Regions from separate parts of the Pan troglodytes genome. Here region 1 is linked to region 2. Evidence: chromatin contacts called from public Hi-C data. All regions are on one chromosome and are shown on one strand. The core of a region is the stretch at or near the end of the contact, and the rest is flanking DNA. Distances in the headings are between cores, read along the strand shown. Region 1 overlaps TNRC6B (trinucleotide repeat containing adaptor 6B). Region 2 holds the start of RPS19BP1 (ribosomal protein S19 binding protein 1).

Region 1 (2,767 bases), core at 247-2,746, 650 kb before region 2:
TCACCTGGATATCTCAGGATTCAACGATTCCAAAACTGAACTCATAATCTCAACCCCACACCTGTGCCTCATCTAAATGCACCCTAACTCAACGAATGGTGGCACCATTCCCACAAGAAGCCAGCCAGAGACACAGGTGTTATTTTACATTTCTCCAACCCCATCTTCTCATACCCAATGACCAACTCCTCCGAAATCTTCCTAAATGCCTCTGGAACTCATTCATTTGTCCCCAACTCTGTTGTCAGTCCAGGCCACTATGACCTGAGATTACTACAGTATCATCTGGTCTTACGTGCAATGTCCCAGCCAGTTTCCACAACACACCAGAATCGTCTTTCAAAAATCCAATCTGAACAAGTGACTTTCCCACTTAAAACCCTTCAACTGTTCTCAGGAAAAAGACTTTCAAACGTGGCTTATACACTCTTCTGCATCTGGTCAAGGCTTAGTTTTTCAGCTTACCTCTCATTTCTCAGATTATTTCTTCCCTTAAGCACACGACACTCCAACCATGTCAAAGTACTCTCTATGCTGTTCCCCAAATATGCCAATGTCCACTAGTGCCCCGTGGTCTTTGCAGAAGCTGTTATCTCTCTAGGTGTCCACCCTTTGTAACCCCCCAACACCCTGAGCACCAGCCAGCCCCTTGCATCTATTCTCTAACTTCAGCAGTCGTGTCTGGAGAAAATCTTCACACTACTGCTAGGCTTGTACTTGTACTTATCAACACCTGGCATGTGAAAAGCACTCAGTAATTATTTGCAGAATGAATGAGTAAACAGATCATTTTCTAAGTTTTTTAAAAAACAAATTCCAACGTCAATGAATGAAAGCCATTTTTCTGTCACCCATATTAATTCAACAGCATTGTATAAAGTGGGCAATGGACCTAAATTTTCATTTTGCCCATTGAGTCAAAACTGGCTGTTGTGCACGGTGGCTCATGCCTGTAATCCCAGAACTTTGGGAGGCCGAGGCAGGTGAATCACAAGGTCAGGAGTTCGAGATCAGCCTGGCCAACATGCCGAAACACTGTATCTACTAAAATATACAAAAAATTAGCTGGGTGTAGTGGCAGGCGCCTGTAATCCCAGCTACTCGGGAGGCTGACGCAAAAGAATCGCTTGAACCCAGGAGGCGGAGGTTGCAGTGAGCAAAGATCACGCCACTGCACTCCAGCCCGGGCGACAGAGTGACTCCATCTCATATTAAAAAAAAAAAAAAACCTAGTAATAATTTGGTCAAATAAACAGAATTTACATGTGTGGGCCCAGAATAATCACAATGAGGGAGAAAACGCTGTATTCAATGTTCTCCTTTGCCTTGTAAACTCTAAGACCAATTCATTTGAAATTGCTGAGAACCTTCTGATGCAAAGCACAGAATGTATGAAAAACAGCCAAGTAAACGTGGATACAACACAGAGGCACAGCCTGAAGGAAACTGGAGAGTTATGAAGAGACGACATCAGACCACAGGAATGTAGGGACTTGAATAAAAAGAAAAGGCTCCGTGCTGCTCCTGTCCTTGTGCAGGCTAAAGCTCTGTGCAATCACTGTACAGGCTTCATGATCCTGGTAGCCATGAGAAAGAACAGAGCCATTCTGCGGGGCCATAAAAGCCTTTCTGGTTCATTCAACAAAGGGAGATACAGCAAAGGGGAAGGAAACACTTACTAAGCAACAAGACTAGGTGCCTAGCCCTCACATATAGCATTTCCTTTATGCGTCGCAACAATATATTATCCCCATTTTGCTGGTGAGGAAATGAGCCTACCATCGTCACACAGTGAGTCCTGGTGACCTTATACTCACACATTTTCACTCAACATCTACTCCTGCCAAGCCCTGTTCTAGATGTTGGGGATACAACAGTGAGGAAAACAGATAAGGTCTCTGCTTTCAGGAAACCGGATAGTATTGTGGAGACGTACCATACACAAATAATTTCAGATGGTGATACAATTTAGGAGTGTTAAAAAAGTAAAATTGAAGGATGTGATAAAATAACTAGGAAGGCAATTCCAGGTTGCAAAGTTCTCAGAGGTAATGCAAAAGATAATTTTGAAGAGATAGTGCACAGAGCTAAAGACAATGTTTAATAAAGTGACTATCAAGTCAAACCTTCAATGAAGTCTCCAAAACTACCAGAAGCAAAAAATTACCACTCATTCCCTGATTATCAGAAAAGATAACTAAGGAGTTATCTCAGTCATAACCTAAAGCAGTAAGTTATATAGTTAGTCACCAGATGGCAAATATTTCCACATGAACCAAACTATTGAAGGCAATGGGCCAAATTAATTCTTAGATGCCCCAGCACCTACATCAGTGCTTAATAAATTACTGCTGAATAAATATATGATGGAAAGGAAAGAAGAAAACAATGTTAAGATGTCACTGCCATGAGTTAAATAAATCCCTTTTCTGGCCAAGTGGCTTCAATTCACTCCACCCTAACCCCGACACCCGTCTTAATCACAAGAAGCAGGTGAGGAAAGTGGGATTAGAGTAAATCCACGAACAATACTGTACAGAGAAACAATTAGCATATGCTGTCCCTCTCCCCAGCCACCAGACAGAAACAAGTTCCACTTAAAGAAGTCTAATATCTAAATAACTAAAAATTATTAAATGGGGTAATTATTTGGCTTCTTTTTTCTTTTTTCTTTTTTTTTTTTTGAGACGGAGTCTCCCTGTACTGCCCAGGATGGAGTGCAGTGGCACAATCTCGGCTCACTGCAACCTCCGACTCCTGGGTTCAA
Region 2 (2,723 bases), core at 10-2,509:
CGTGTGACCTTCGCCTCTCTGTGTTTGTTTCCTCGTCTGTAAAATGCAAAAGACAATTCCTACCTGGAAGGGTAGGGGGGATAAACAAGTTAACAAATGTAAAGCACGTAGAACAGCACAAATGCTTGAGTTTGTGTTGGTTGTTATTATTACTATCTAGCCGATGGAGCTTAAACGGTGTGGTCTATCCCGGAGGACGAACTCCAGGTCCCACACTCTGTGGTGTCAAGTACACAGAAGGCCCTCAGAACCCGGCTGAGTGAACCCAGTGGTCCCTTCTGATTCACCGTTCACTTATTGCGTGTCTTCTCCATGCCAGGTGCTGGGCTGCCAGCTGCAGATGGAGCAGCGAACAAGCCCAGGGCTCCTCCCCCAGGTAAGCAGTGTCACTTCTAGGCCAGAGGGGCTCAAATGTTTTGGTCTAAGAAGCTTCTTACATTTAAAACTTCAGAATCCCCTCACTCCTGTAATCCCAGCACTTTGGGAGGCTGAGGTGGGCGGATCACTTGAGGTCCGGAGTTCAAGACCAGCCTGGCCAACATGGCAAAACCCCGTCTCTACTAAAAATTTTTTAAAAAGAAAATTAGCCGGCCGTGGTGGCGGGCGTCTGTAATCTCAGTTACTCGGGAGGCTAAGGCAAAACAATCGCTTGAACCCGGGAGGCGGAAGTTGCAGTGAGCCGAGATCGCTGCACTCCAGCCTGGGCGACAGAGCGAGATTCCGTCTCAAAAAAAAATTTAATTTAATTAAATAAAATAAATTTTAAAAAATTCAGGATCCCAAAGAACTTTTGTATGTAGGCAACTGATATTTGTCATACTAGAAACTAAAACAAAAATTTTACATATTCATTAATTCACTTAAAATGACAATAAACCCATTGCTTGGTAACATAACGTATTTTATGAGAAATAATTGTAGTTTTCAAAACAAAGATATGTCTTTAATGTCTGGCTTAAGGGAAGACAACTGGATTCTCATGCCGCACTCAACCTGTGCGATACCTAGTGCTGGTTGAAGTATATGAAAAACACTCCGCCCTGTCCCCATCCTAGCCCGCCACGGAGCCACGAGACCCGAGAGGATTGGCCAACCCGGCGGAGCAGGTTGCGGACGACTTCCGGGGAAGGAGGGGACTGAGCGCCAGGAGCCAGGTAGATTGGGATTGAATAACACATGTGTCTTTCTGCGCCTTGGACCCGCCTCCAGTTTCCGCCCCTTCTTCCGCTCAAGTGTAAACCCCTAACGCATGCGTCCTAAGAAAGATGGGCACTTCCGCCCATCCCCCTCCGGAACCCTCTGTTCGGGCTCGGGTTTCCACCGAGACGACAGGGACTGCCAGGTCGGAAGTAGTGTGAGGCTCGTGGGCGGAGCCAAGCGCCGCCATGTCCGCCGCCCTGCTGCGGCGTGGCCTGGAGCTGCTGGCGGCGTCCGAGGGTGAGGAGGGCTGGCCAGGGGACGTCCGGCGCGGGCAGGAGGATGGCAGTGGCTGTGGGCGGGAGCCCTGGATGGAAAACAATCCAGGCCGGGCTTAGCCCCAGTGGCATGGGAACGCTGCGCGCCCTCTGACCTGGGTCTCTTCCTCTCTCTTCCCCTACAGCCCCCCGGGACCCTCCAGGTCAGGCCAAGCCGAGAGGGGCTCCGGTGAAACGGCCCCGGAAGACGAAGGCAATTCAGGCCCAGAAACTGCGGAACTCGGCCAAGGGAAAGGTGCCCAAGTCGGCACTGGGTAAGTTCGGGAAGGGGCTGAAAGTGCTGCCTCCGGTGCTGGGACCTGCGCCCCAGAGGAGGTGGCGCTTGAGGCAGGGCTTGAAGCGTTCGCCCGGTATTGCTAGACCTACTGTGTGCCAGGCGCGGAGCGGGGCCCTGGACATACGAAGGTGACAGAACACGCCACCGTCCTGGTCCTCGTGGACTACGGCCCTAGTGGGGAGAGAAGCATCAAAGAATATCAAACCCAGTGTGTCATTGCTAAGTGCATTGAAGCCTATGAATTAAAAGACTACGGTACTCTGATGGGGACTTAGGCCAAGTCAGCCTTCTCTGAGGAAGCGACATTTCAGCCGAGAGCTGAAGGATGTATAAGAGTGAGCTAGGTGAAAAGTAGGAGAATATTCTAGGAAGAATAGTATGTGCAAAGGTCCTGAGTCAGAAAGGAGGTTGTTGCCTTTGAGAATTTGAAAAAATAAAGGCTGGTAAAGGTGACCTAGTGAATGAGGATCAAAGATGGAGCATTTAAACACATTCACTAACACTCTGTACCAGGTGCTGATTCTAAGTGCTGTACAAATGTAAGCTCGTTTGATCCTTACAGCAGCCCTTTGAGGTCGATACTACTATCACCCCCGTTTTACAGATTCAGAAAAAGGCACCTGCCCAGGTGGTACAGGCATTGTGGCTGCCCAGGCATTGTGTCTCCAGAGTGCTGCTATTACCTACTCCATTGAAATAGGACATGCTGTGGCCTGGGCAGTGGCTATAGCAGCAGAGATAACAAGAGAATTGTGCAGGTGGAAAATATGTTGAAGAGGGGGCAGCAGAGAATTTCAGCCTTTAGAGGGGTTTTAGTGGTGAATTGGCTGTGAAGGTGGAGCCTAGTTTCTTGGGGGACGTAGTGTCACTTAATAGACATAAAGACTTTTGGAGGGGCTGGTGTAGGCAAGATGGTGATATTTTGACATGTGTCAGGACGTGGCAAGCTCTTACTGTGTCTGAATCCCTAG

What was found. Hi-C and Micro-C count contacts between places; a contact is called where the count stands out from the background.
Region 1: a Hi-C map of stem cell-derived neural progenitor cells shows a contact between it and region 2, with 4 times the contacts expected there. The contact joins the enhancer-like site here to the promoter of RPS19BP1 in region 2. A contact is called at or near these places in 1 of 7 Hi-C or Micro-C datasets (stem cell-derived neural progenitor cells) and 1 of 1 datasets of contacts at active chromatin or transcription factors (stem cell-derived excitatory neurons).

Annotation. Positions count from the first base shown.
Region 1 is chr23:42,179,015-42,181,781 of NHGRI_mPanTro3-v2.0_pri, reverse strand. All of the region lies in intron 4 of TNRC6B (trinucleotide repeat containing adaptor 6B), which reads right to left. Among named protein-coding and RNA genes, the nearest start is that of TNRC6B, 140 kb to the right of the region's middle. Within about 2 kb of position 1,496, at least 4 of the 24 cell types and tissues checked have an H3K27ac peak or open chromatin away from gene starts, as enhancers often do. A contact at or near this core is called in stem cell-derived neural progenitor cells, where this site is marked.
Region 2 is chr23:41,529,507-41,532,229 of NHGRI_mPanTro3-v2.0_pri, reverse strand. RPS19BP1 (ribosomal protein S19 binding protein 1) reads left to right here and starts at 1,259. Exons shown (of 4, transcript XM_515142.6): 1 at 1,259-1,437; 2 at 1,601-1,729. The coding sequence starts at 1,386.